2 separate regions of the Gossypium hirsutum genome follow, and region 2 is linked to region 1. A link is a contact called in public Hi-C data. All regions are on one chromosome and are shown on one strand. The core of a region is the stretch at or near the end of the contact, and the rest is flanking DNA. Distances in the headings are between cores, read along the strand shown.

Region 1 (7,018 bases), core at 2,657-5,156:
GATGTTGATAGTTGCTTGATTCATGCTTGATTCATGCTTGATTTCATGCATGAATCATGCAAGGGGTTGGACGGTTTCTTGGGTATTAGTTGGGAGTTGATTTCTGATTCTTTCACAAGTGCAAAGACCTCCAAATTAACTTTCCCAAAGCTAATTTGGGCTGCTCTTGATAGCTTTGCTGAATTTGGGTCATTCTCCCTCTTGTTGGATGGTTTTGACAATCCAATTGAGAGCATACTTCAATCTTTGCAGTAATTATCTTTCAAATTGGGTTGAATTAAATTTGTGAGTCCGATTTAATGAGTTTGTTGTCTACATGGAGTAAAAATTAACTTGTGTCCATGTGATATTAATTAGCTCCCATACTCCTTAATTCAATGGTTCATCTACATTAATTCGAGCACAAATATTAGCATTTAGTAGAAGATAGTTAAATTATGAAAAATTAATACATAAATTCATAAAATTGCATAATTTACTAAAATTATGCCCATTGTCTCAATATGAAAAAAAATCACCCAAATAAATATCCAAATACTCAGGATTAATATAAATTTTAAGTAAAAAGGTGATATAAACAATTCTAAAAAAAATTATATAATTTAGAGTTTATAGATGGCTCCCTACAACACTCAATCAATCGTTAGGGTCCCCAATAGCATAATTGGCCATTTTGGATAGAAAAATGAGGAAAAAGAGGCGATTTCACAAATCTACTTGTAAAAACTAAAATTATGTAAAACTACTAAACAGACAATAAAAACACTTGAAAACAAGCTTGTTAAGTGACAAATGGGCCTAATTTGACACATCAATTTGTGGCAGATCAATTATCATATAAATTGTATTATTTGATTTTGAATTGATCATAGTTGCTCCTGTAACAAATGTGGCACACTATAGCTCGGACCAACAATCGGGTCAAGTTTAAAGTGTTACAATATATATCTAACTTGTAACAAATAATTATGCAACCTTTCATTATCAAGTCAAATGATGTAGTTTAAATCTTACTGAATTGGCTTACCGACTCATTAACCATTTTGAGTAATCTTTTACATACCTTGACATATAACGTCGTATATAAGTGCTTGTAATCCAAATTATTAGCATATAATCAACCCCAATCATCATTCAACCAATTTGTAACATATATGTGTATTATTGTTCCCATATTAACTTGATCCGGACTTGAACGGATACACGAATCTATCCAACACACAAATTTGACACTCAGTGCCTCATCAAAACTTCTGAAATAAATAAATTGCGCTTAGCGCTCATCGGTTTAACTAAAATAATAATAATTGTGCCCAACACTCGTCGGAACATTCAAAAGAAAAATGCACCGAGTGCTCATCGACATATAGTTGAAATAACCCATAATCAACATATCCCATGACATGCCAACTATATCCGACTTTGCCTGAACAGATAATAGATTAACCAATTATTCAGTTCATAATATAGCTCAATTTACATTTCATCATTTTCAATTTATCAAGCACTGCATCAATTCATATATAACATGACACGAGTTAACCCATTTTAAAGCCAATTTCACATTTTTATCAAGTTACACTATTTTCAATTTTGTTCAATTTAGTCTTATCTCGATAATTGATCAATACCACATCAATTCAATTAAATTAAATATTTTAAACTCAACTCAATATCATACCATGCAAAAACAATATAAATATACAACAATTGGAATGATTCGAATCATAGAAATACAAATAGGAAACTCTGAGCTATTTGTTGATGACTTTAGCTTTTCCTTTCCTTCTCGAGGAATCCGGGTCAACGTTAGCTACAGATTAACATAAACATACAATACAATCAATATCCAACCAAATTCACAATCAATTTTGATTTTATACAATTTTTACATTTTATTCAATTTAGTCCCTAAAATTAGGACAAACATTCAACTTAAAACTCCAAATTGAAATTTGATTTCACTATTGTTCATTAGGGACCTCCTATTTCTTATTTCTACAGCCAAATTTACACTTTATGCACTTTAGCCCCTAATGTACGAAACTTTCAATTAGCTTTACAATTTGGTTCTTTTCCATCTCTAAACTTAGAATCTATCAATTTAGCACCTAAAACTTCCAATTCTCAACTATGACATCTTTCAAAACTTTAACAATTTTACAAATTGATACATGGGCTACCTAGATTAAGCTTATATGATCTCAAAAACATAAAAAATACAAGAAAAGAATTAAATTGAACTAACCAATTTATGGATTGAAAGCTTGAATGGTGTTTCTTCATCATCATCATCTTCTTCTTCTTCTTCTTTAAGTTTGGGTGGAGAAGATGTATTTCTCTCCCTTCCCACCAAACAAACATATATATAATTAGTTTAGTTAATTTAGTAATTATCCTTAGTTTAGTTAAATAAACTTAATTAAACAATAATTAACACAAATTTAGTAATTCATTGGTTTGAAAATTCATTGGTTTAATATTTAAATGAAGTACTGATATTGACAAAATCAAGCAATCAAAGGAGGTAGTTAGTTTAGTTAATTTAGTAATTGTCCTTTCATCCCAACTTAATGAAACAATAATTAACACAAGTTTAGTTAATTTAGTAATTTTCAAACTTGAAAATTTATTGGTTTATTAACACAAATTTACATACTAAATATATTTTATCAAATATATTATTTAATTATAGTTACTACTAAAACAACATAAATAAGTTAATCAATATTCATTTTCATGAATAAATAAGATGCTTAAAACAATAAGTAACCAATGGAATCAAAACTTAAAAAGAAAGCTATCTTAGATATTTAAACCATATATCAAATTGATTTAATATTTAAAGATGTTATTGTTGAGAAAAAGTGTAAAGATAGAGATCTAATCAAGTTGATATACTTTTATTATTCAATGTTAAGTTTTAATGATTTTATCAAGAAGTAAGCAAAGTAAACTCCAGTAGTAGATTTTGAATTCAATCAAAATTTATCAATAGTAAACTTTAAGAGTGGATCTAATCTTTCATAAACCTTAAGAACATAAAAATAAAATAAGTTAATCAAAACAATTATAATTAATCATGAATTAGCTAAAAAAAATTAATCATATATGAAGCATAAGAAACTTCCTATAAAAACTTTGTGTCTTGCCGTCAAATATCTTGAAAATCATGGAGGATAAAATTGATCGTTGATAAAAAAAAAACTAAGAGAATTATAGAATGAACAAGATAGAATAATAGAAAAAAAAATGAAAGGATGATTCAACTTTCACTTGGATACCAAAAAGCTTATACATGCCTTTTATTTATAGGGCCTCAATCACTATAGGTTACAAACATATAATAAAGATAATTAAAATAATTAAAGTGCCCTATAAATTCTTTAGGAGTTACAAGAGATACAAAAGAATGAATTTAGGGGTTTTGAGAGTTTACCAATATCCATTTATCAATGGATTTACGATATATATCTTATTTTTTTGATATAAAATAATCAAATAAAAAACGAATTTTAAATGAATAATAATAGAATAATAAACAAGTTTTAATTAATTTATTAAATGAACTTAATCATGAATATAAATAAATCAAATTAACTTTACTTTAAAATCTTATTTTAAACATAAATGGGCAAAAACCAAAATTTTCACCACACTATTTTAATTTACCTATTTGATAATTTAGCACGCCCCCTCCCTTACACTCTTTGTTTAACATAAATGGCCAAAAAATGGAACTTTTCATCACACTCTTTAAATTTACCTATTTGATAATTGAGCACACCTCTTCCTTAACCCTTTTTATTGAACATAAATGGTAAAAATACAGAATATTTCATCACACTTTTTTTTTTGGTGAAAACCTAGCTAAACTAAAAAATAAACAAAAACTTAAATCTACCTTCTTACTCGATAACTATTCTTGAATTTTGCTCAGGCTCATTGTTTAAATTTTTATATGGATCCCACGTGTGGAGATTGATATACAGTCTTGCCTAACAAACAAATATCTTGATAATCTCTATTAAACTCTATGATAAATCTTAAAAAGATGAATAAATTTCTATTTTTCATTATACACCATGCTAATAACCCAAGAATAGGCTAAGGAACCTTGGCCCATGGCGGCCGCTCTTTTAATTTGCCTATTTGATAATTGAGGCCATCTCTTAACTTCCCTTTCAATTTAAAGCGAGGCAAAGCCGGAAAGTAGCGGGAAAATTTTACAACCCAACCCCATTTTATTTCTCTTTCTTCTCCTTTGCAACCAAAAAGCAGGAAAAAGAAGGGAGAGAAAAGAAAATGGAAGAATCGAAATCCAAAGAGAAAATTTGTTGGAGAAAAGAAGTAGATCAGAACTTAAAGCGGCTCCAATCACTGCTCTTCGGCGCCGAGCTGTGTCTCGAGAAGCGGGAATTCCCGGAGGCTCAGCTCCTCTTGCTTAGGCTTCTTGGCTTCCTCGATTCCGTCTCTCACTCTGAAGTCGATCGGACCTTCACACGTCCCATTCGTGACGACGTTGTCTCTAAGCTCGACTCGGCTCGCCGTGCCCTGGTCCAAGAATCTGATCGGTATATATGCATACTCATGAATTAAATTTTAGGTTTCTAAACCTATTTGTTGTTCAATTGAAAAAGCTGAAATTCTAATATAATTGTTTTCTTCGATATTTTTTGCTATTAGCTGCTTTATTTTATTTCCAATGAAGATTGATTATAGGGAACCTTTTTGGTTTAATGTTAATGTTACGCATTTAGATCTTGATCTTTGTTGTTGATAAAGTGTACTAAGAATCGTGTACTTCCAGCCGAGCATTTGAGCAAGCAGGTAAAGCTCCTGGTTGTGTTTTTGGGATGAAAGGAGGTATTGATATCGACAAAATCAAGCAATCAAAGTATTTCTGTACACAGCTTCAGCAATCTAAGGGAAAGGTTCTAAATGAATTGGTATATCAATTTACCTGCAATTTTGTTCTGTAAAAATTTTCATTATGTCATACTCATATGCACCGGGAGTTCCTTTCTGAAACAAAGCCCATATATTGCAAGTAGTCCTTTTTTTTTTAATTTTTATAAATAACCTGTGCTCTGACTTTTTTCAGGGAGGACAACAAGATAAGTTTATTAACAAGCCGTCTAAAGCTATGACACAGGCCAAGTTGACATCTCTGTATGGAAACAAAATTACAAGAGCAAATAATTGCTCATACAAAAGTTCTTTGGACTCCAAAAATAACAGTTCCAAAGACTGTTTTATAGTGGAAAAGGGCCATTCTTATCACAGCTTTCCTAGGGGACATAGTGTTTCAAACTTTACCAAAGTTGAAGAGGAAGAAAGAGTACATGGAAATAGCTTTGGGGCAAAGCGTGCATATAAAGAAATCGGTAGCCCCAGAAAAAACACTGCAAGGTCACCGCCAAGCAATGAAGAAGTCAATGCTGATGTTTCGGGGAATGCGTTTGTAACAGCAAGAGCAAAACTGGTATAATACAAAGCATTGGAGATTTGGCATGTATAACTGCTAATTGTTCCAATATTTTTCCTGAAGCATTTGGAAGTCAAATTTGTTTTACATGTTCTTGTATTACTCGCATACATACCATTATTGATCCCTTTCTTATAGGAAATGGATGTGAAACAAAAACGAGGGCTGGCTGGTTCTCCAAGTGCTTCTGTCTCCCCACAGAATGATATCAATTTCAGTTCTAGAGGTTATGGTACAAAATCCTATGGGGTTTCGCCACGTGGAGTTCGTGGTAATTTTGTACCCCCCATAAGATCTAATGGTGGCAGTGTTGGAAATGTGACATCACGGATTGGTGGAAAGAGTGATGATGCATTAGATGACACAACAAGGACATGGTGAGTGATGTAAATTCTTCAAAGGAAAAATGCAATTTAAGTTATTTCCTTGTGCATTGCCCATGCTCCTATGATAATGAATAAGTATTAAAATTTCAATAACTGGTCCGGAAGGAGATTCAACCGTGTAAGGTTTCTTTTGATAAAAGAATTTCTTACAGATAAACAAGCTGTAATGCTTTCATAGACATGTATTAATCTGACCTTAGGAATTACTTTTTGCTCATATCACAAGGATCTGTTTTCAAATATTATATGGAATGGCATAATTGAGACCGTCTTATGTTGTCTCTTCACTTGTTTTAATGATCCAGTTTGGAACTTCTTTGTGGTCCTGATGGTGAACTTCCAGAAAAGCTAAGGAATTTGGAACCTCGCCTTATAGAGCACGTCAGCAATGAGATCATGGATCGAGACCCAAACGTCCGATGGGAAGATATAGGTATTATAAGATACATGAAACTTGCTTTTAGGTTTCATCTTTGGTTGAATTTTTTGCTCATCTAAAAATCTCTCTACTTTTATGTTTCTCCTAAAAATGTTGCAGCTGGCTTGGAGCATGCCAAAAAATGTGTGACAGAGATGGTAATATGGCCTTTATTACGTCCTGACATATTTAGAGGCTGTCGCTCTCCAGGAAGAGGTCTTCTTCTCTTCGGTCCCCCAGTAAGTATCTTTTAGTTCTCTGAAAAGTAAATGTTCGTATCATGGGTTTATGACTTCTCAGTGAACACCTATTATCCTACAGGGAACAGGCAAAACAATGATTGGAAAAGCTATAGCTGGTGAAGCAAAAGCCACATTTTTCTACATATCTGCTAGTTCATTGACAAGCAAGTGGGTATGTTTCTGGGCCCTGTTTGTCTTTAGTAATACATTGCACGTCTTTTTGAAATGCTGCAAGGCTTGTAATCAGCAGTAAGAATGTAGATTGAAATTTCTTAAGTTGCTCCGAACATCTTTCCAGAGGTTACTCTTTACTTTATCCTCTACGAGAGATTATATTGAATGAACTATAATGGGTAGCATGGCACTGGTGAATGCAGATTGGAGAGGGTGAAAAGCTAGTGAGGGCGCTTTTTGGAGTGGCCAGTTGTCGTCAGCCGGCTGTTATTTTTGTTGATGAAATAGATTCACTTCTATCTCAGGTTAG
Region 2 (7,018 bases), core at 1,497-3,996, 290 kb after region 1:
TTCCTATCAAAATTCTCATGCAACCTTTCTATCACATTAGTAATCATTTCATAATATTAAAATATTTTATGTTTCCAGCTTGGATTTGTGGTTACAAAATCACGATTCTGACTTCACTGAAATTGGGCTATTACAATGAATGTGACACCATTTAGCTCGGACTTGACGATCGGTTTAGGTATAGGGGTGTTACAAGCACTATAATATGAAGGTTATTATTTGTCATGTGAGAAAGCTGTAAACCATAATGAGAGTCTCTTGTAGGTATTGGAGGACCCATTTTACAACCTTCCAGTGTTGTTCAGTTGGTGTATGAATGAATTAGGATAGTTTATTAACATAGTAAGATATGCTAGGCCATATGAATGATAAATACTGAAGTTTTCCAAGAACTCACCTATATTGAGTGGCATCTGTCGGTAATGAGATATCTTTGGAGAATTGTGGAAGTGCAGAACTCATAGGGGTGGAGACACCCTTACTTTCATGCAATTTAGTATACTAGAGAATGACTTCAATATATTTCCGTTGTGAGAGAACTAATGAGGTTCCTATACGAGATACCTCAACATAAAAAAAGAAGTGAAGAAAGCTAAATACTTAATTGAAAATCAAGAACTAAGAGAAGAAATCACCTGTTTGAAAAAAAGAGTCATTGTTGCGGGTTAACAAAAGAGTCGTTTCTTTACTCGTTGGAGTTTAAAAGGCTCTGGTACCATATAGAAACTTGTAGTGGAATGGAAAAATGAGCCAATCTTATTCAATTAAATGTGATGCTTAAATACAAAGTGATACATCAGAATTTTAAAGAGCTGTTAGAAATTAGGGAAGCTATTAAAAAATAAGAGTAATAACTATACTAATCCAAAATAGAGATAAAAGACCAAGTAAACAACAAACTAATAACTCATGTTTCTGAATACTAAATGTATCCAACTAGGAGGATGCCCTTTGAATTGGACCTATATCTGTTTGTACTGAGTGGAAATCTCTCTTTCAATGTGTTCTTTCTAATGAACTCTTTGTTTTATGTTTCTAATGAATACAAAAAAGAAAAAAAAATCATTATCTCTAAAACTTGGTAAATTTCGAGTATGAATTAGAAAAGAATTACAAGCGAAAATAGAATAGAAAATATGAACAAGATGATAGGTATTTATATATTCAGTTGGAGAGAGAAGCATTGTCGTAATCGTTGTAACATAAAGAGTATGACACATGGATTTCTTGTTTAATGGATTTCTTGTTTAAGTTTTATTTTTTTTCTTATATTCATGTTAGACAAATTTGACAGAAATCATCAACACTATTATTGTTGTCTTTATTTGCTCACAATCAAAACGTCCAGGGGTTAATTTACTTACTTTTTTTTAAAAGACCAATTTTTTCATGTTCGAAATGTACAAGACCCAATGGGTATTTACATCTCTATAATTTATAAAAGTATATATGGCGATTGAAAGTTTTTATTCCATTAGCAGGGTTGAGATTTTTCCACATATCTTATTTATTTTTTTAATCATCTTAAGGATACATGACAAAATCCTAACATTACTTATGGAGTTAAAACTTTCTACCATCAATATAATAAATAACTATACATATATTAATATATATTTTTAAATATATAATTTAAATATTAATATATTTAAAAATAAAATAAAAATTAACCAATTAACTAAAATAGCTTAAATAATAAATTAAAAAATACAAATATTGTTAAATATATTTAATAGTTTATTTTTTTAAAATTTTAATATATTGTTAAGAAATTAAAAATGTTTAATTTTTACTTGATTAGAATTAAAAATGTTTCAAAAATTTTAAGTGTTAATACCAACATACATGCATGTTTGTTGTACAAATTTAAAACGAAAGTTTTATTTTTAATGAATTTAAATTTATAAATTATGTATGATTGTGCTAAACACCGTAAAATTAATTTTTTTAATATATTTGGGACTAATTTTAATTTTTAATTTGTTTCATAAAATATTTTTTAAATAAAAACTTTTTTGACTAATAAATAGTTAATTTCACTATGCTAAATTAAATTTTTTATTCTAATTCATTATATGAATTTTTATTAATATAAAAATTCATAAATACTTATATTAAATATATTTTTAAAAAATTTAAATTGTAAAACTAACTACAAAAAATTAAAGTTTATTATGTTATAATGTATGCTAATTAGATTCTTATTTATAAGGATTTTTATGTTAATTAGATTTTATTATAATAAAGATTGTTTTATAGAATTGAGTTTTTTTTATTTGATGGAAAGAAAAAAAAAGACTATACCTTCGTTATATGAAATATGAATAAGTAATAAAATGATGGATATAATATTAGAAATTGTATATATCATATATATATGTATATAATAATTTAAGACATTATTTTTATAAAATAAAATATTGAATTACAAAATATATAAAATAAATTATAAAATTATAAAATAATTTAATATTTTTTAATTGATACGTACAATCAACAACGTACCGTTGGATAAGAAAACTAATATTAATATATATTTAATATATTTATATTAAGTCATTAATTCGAATATTTTATTTGGTCAAAACAATAATTCGAATATTAGTTGAAGCTTGACTGCCAAAATGAATTTATTCAGAGATTGTCCTTCCAAGAAAGCAAGCCCAAGCCCAATATTATCCTATATTTGCATCCTAAGCCCATTTTAGAAAAGAGGACTATAACCCTTAAATGTGAAAATACCCGAAAAACCCAGTTTATTTATTTATTTGTTTTCCATTTTTCTTTAACGGAAACTGAACATTAGCAGCAGTTTCCAATTGGCCGCCATTGTGGTCGGAACTGAGAAGAAGCCATAATCACTGTTTTCTCTAAGCTTATTATATAAGAAATATCGAACCCGATAAAAGAAGAAGAAGAAGAAGTTAGAACGAGCAGCCATGGAATCGTCGAGTGAGCTCGATAGGCTGCTCTTTTTCGAGCAAGCTCGTAAAATTTCCGAAGCTACTTACGCTTCCAATCCTCTCGATGCCGACGTTCGCTTCCTCCTTCTGTCGATCTTTTCTCTTCTTCTTCTTCCTCTTTTTTTCCAATTAAAATTGATATTTGGCTAATTTTTAATTTATATTTATTGTTTGCAGAACTTAACAAGATGGGCTGGAGCTTTACTTGAGTTGTCTCAGTTTCAAAGCGTTCCAGATTCACAGAAAATGATTCAAGGTTCTCATAATATATATACACATAAAATTTAATTTCATTCATTGGTAATTCAAATATTAATTTTCTTGGTTACTAAAAATTTATTGTGAACAGATGCTATTTCGAAGCTAGAGGAGGCTTTGTCGATTAACCCTAAAAAGCATGATGCTTTATGGTGTTTGGGAAATGCTCAGACTTCTTTTGCATTTTTGACTAACAAGGAAGATGAGGCCAGGCCTTACTTCGAAAAGGCAGCTCAATATTTCCAGCAAGCAGTTGATGAGGTTTTTCTGTAGTTTTGTTTGGCTAAAGTATCAATTACTGCATTTATGGATGGATCTATAGATTCATTGCTTGAATGCTCTTTTTTTTTTAACTTGGTAGCTTTGTATTTGTAGGATCCCAGCAATGAAATTTACCTGAAATCTTTGGAAATATCTGCTAAGGTAGGTCTCTCTCCATACTTGGTACGATTTATTCTTTAAATAATGCTTATATTTCATCTGATTTTTAACTTTCAATGGCCGAGTACAACATGTATTTACTTTTGGAAGTGTGAGATGGAGCATATTGATTCTATTTCATGACTGTTAGATAAATTCCTTGTGTTGTCCTTAGATGTTAAATGCGGAATAGTTTGCAAACCTTGCAGAAGATTGCTCCACCCTTTGTATTGATCCTACTGGTTAACTTGCACATTAACGTCTCTTGAAATGATTGCAACCATTCTTTTTTTTTTTTTTTGGCCGAATGCTGTGAAATTCAGATGCATATGGATATAGCTCGGTATTATATAGAAATATATCTAGTCATGGTAGTCTAGATTTTGTTTGCCTATATATCTTACACTGATAAATTTCAGAATAAATAAAACTTGAGATTTGTGGTAATAGACGCATTCTAAGGGCATATAAACATGACTACCTTAGGACAAATTAATTGTACAGAACACATTTTCTGCCTTGTTTGAAGCCAATCAGTTAAGAGGTTTCTTAAAGCCAAACTAGAGGGAGGTATTAAGTTCAAAATGTTCCATGCGCCATTTGTTCTCTGCAATCCTCCTTACCTTTGATTTCTTAATTCTTACTGTTACCTCAGGCTCCAGAGTTACACCAGGAAATCATTAAGCAAGGTTTAGGTCAACAGATGCTTGGTGCTGGACCCTCTACTTCTACTTCTACCTCCAGCTCAGCAAAGGTAGTCCTTAGAGTTTCTTCCTTTTGCATTCCATTTCTTCTTATTTTCACTTTTTTTTTCCCCTGCTTTTGACCCTATCATGTCTCTGTGGTTTACGTTGTCAAGTGCTGCTTAATTTATCATTGAGGCTTGCATGAGGCTTTGTAAAGGGCAAAGGTCACATAGTTATCTTTTTGTCTATGTTTTTCCTTGATTGACTTTTAAATTTGTTTATAGGTTCAGTGAAACAACATTTAATATTAGATCGATTGCTGATTTATTAAGGTTAATTTAGGGGACATGCAGTTATGCTTCCATGCAACATGTGGAAGTGCATGCCGAAGCTCCTTAGGAGCAGGATCCAGCTCATGGCTTTTGTCTTTTATAATGGAATTCTTGCAGCGAGAGATGAGATGTATAGGTTAGTAGTTTTAAGTCATTGGGTGATTGACGAGAAAGTCAAAATCGATTGGTTTCCCTTTATCATGATTCTTGGAATGACTTATGGTGATTGATAATTCAGCTCGTTAAAGGGAGACTGAAACCTTTCTGCCGATTGAAGAGAGATTGAAAGCTTAGGTCTCATTAAAAAGAGACCTGAATCTCTTTAAGGTTTTTGATAGAAATTCTGCTTAGCATTTTATTATTTCATAGGTCCCTTCAAATTAGGACCAATTTTATCACATAAAGAGGAAACCTATTCTTAGAAGGAAGCTAAATTCAACTGAAATAAAAGTATAATCATGAAAACTAAGGAAAGAAATAAATTCACAACCTAAGCCTTAGTTAGAGAATCGAAATTGAACTAATGTTCGACTCTAAAATAGGTTCAGCCCAAACAGGTGGGATCAATAACCACAAGCTTATGCTATACTTTTTATTTTTCTTTAATTACCAGTGCATTTAAGTTTACAAGAGCCATTATTGACATTTGGGCTTTTGAGCTTTTATTGGTGAAGGAAAACTTGAGCAAAGTGGTAATCAATTAATCACAGGATTAGAGTAGGTAGATACAAACGTGCTATGGAGGAAATGTTTGATACCAAGGCACGAGATATTATTACAATGGCAAAAGGTCTAATCATGCTTTATGTTACCATGTATTGAGTTAGAAACGACACATCTCTACCCTAAAATGAGCATGGCTGAAATGAGGAAAGCTGCAGCAGCGGAGGACAAATCAGGAGATTGTTTTTAGATGATTGAATCCTGCATAATGTAGACCTAGAATGCTTTTGTGCACGAGTGGTTTTGGTAATGAAGAGGGGTAAAAGCTTGCAAAATATCACATAAATGTAAGTAGTTTGGCAGGAAGTAACCTAACAATGTAAACATTGATCTAGTGAGATGGAGATAACGGATTTCATGTAGCTTACTTTTGCAGACTGCTGATTGAGCTGCTGGATTTTCTCAAATTCCCATCAAATGCTTTTCTTATGATGAATAAGGGGATTATTAGCTAAGAATGAGCATACGTTCAGTCACTGTTTCAACCATGTTACGATTCTCTTTCATTTGAAGTGCAAATTTGTATGCAGTGTTACTTGAAGGCCATGATCTTTTTTTTTTTTATATATATATATTATTCCTTTGTATGAATTCTCTGTTTACCTTCTTGCAGACTGCTACAAAAAATAAGAAAAGTAGTGATCTCAAATACGACATTTTCGGATGGGTAATCCTTGCTGTTGGCATTGTTGCATGGGTTTGATTTGCAAAATCTCAGATACCATCTTCACAGCTGCCACCACTACCACCACGATAATCACAGGATGCAAGCAACGCCCCGACATCTAAATGCTGTTTGCATTGATTCAAACAGCCCTAATTTACGTTAGTTTAGTTTTTTTGACCTTATTCGTGCTTCTCGGCTAATGCTTGAACACTAGTCATTTACAGTACAATTGCTTTATTTGGAGAATAGTTGAGTGATTATTAACATGAAAAATTTTTCTGTTGATTATTTATTCGAATCTATACTTTTTGTTTTTGTTCAAATTTGTCAATAGGGAAAAGTGATTCTTTTTGTATATTAAAAAAAAAACAATATTAGAAGGATCTTTGGATTGAATTGAGAAGGGCAGATATACATTTTGCTACCTGAATTTGGCTTTAAGATCTAAATTGGTACTTTAAGTTTTTCTTTTTGGGTTCAGTTAGGTATTTGAATTTAGCTTTAAGGTTCAATTTGGTACTTAAAATTTAATCTAGTCCAATTAGATATATGAACTTGGCATTTATGGTTTAAATTGGTAATTGAACTTGGCTTTTTGGTCCAAACTAATAGTTACAATAAATGATTTATTTGAACCAATTTGAACTATGTAGCTAGTTTTTAACATATATCTTAACTAAAAAGGCAAGTTTAAGTACTTAATTTGACAAAAAAAAATAAAAAAGAAGGGAATTTTGGGTACCAAATTGAGTCTTGAGGCCAAGTTTAGGTACCTAATTGAATTTAGCTTCAAGGTTCAATTTGATACTTAAAGTTTAATTTGGTCTAAATGGGTACATGAACTTGGCTTTCTGGTCTAAATTAATAGTTACAATAAATGATTTATTTGAACCAATTTGAACTAGATAACTAGTTCTTAAGCATATGTTTAAACCAAAAAGCCAAGTTTAGGTAACTTAATTTGACAAA

Evidence for each region. Hi-C and Micro-C count contacts between places; a contact is called where the count stands out from the background.
Region 2: a contact with region 1 is called in a Hi-C map of leaf, with 1.9 times the contacts expected there. The contact joins the promoter of LOC107888752 here to the promoter of LOC107888805 in region 1. A contact is called at or near these places in 3 of 34 Hi-C or Micro-C datasets (leaf and seedling).

The regions. Positions count from the first base shown.
Region 1 is chrA09:16,413,440-16,420,457 of Gossypium_hirsutum_v2.1, forward strand. It overlaps LOC107888805 (ATPase family AAA domain-containing protein FIGL1), which reads left to right and starts at 3,907. Exons shown (of 14, transcript XR_001681492.2): 1 at 3,907-4,574; 2 at 4,811-4,949; 3 at 5,105-5,485; 4 at 5,627-5,865; 5 at 6,180-6,307; 6 at 6,413-6,531; 7 at 6,614-6,706; 8 at 6,912-7,013.
Region 2 is chrA09:16,702,628-16,709,645 of Gossypium_hirsutum_v2.1, forward strand. LOC107888752 (mitochondrial import receptor subunit TOM20) reads left to right here and starts at 2,747. Exons shown (of 6, transcript XM_016812944.2): 1 at 2,747-3,035; 2 at 3,141-3,219; 3 at 3,313-3,482; 4 at 3,597-3,644; 5 at 4,297-4,395; 6 at 5,996-6,339. The coding sequence starts at 2,940. The coding sequence ends at 6,085.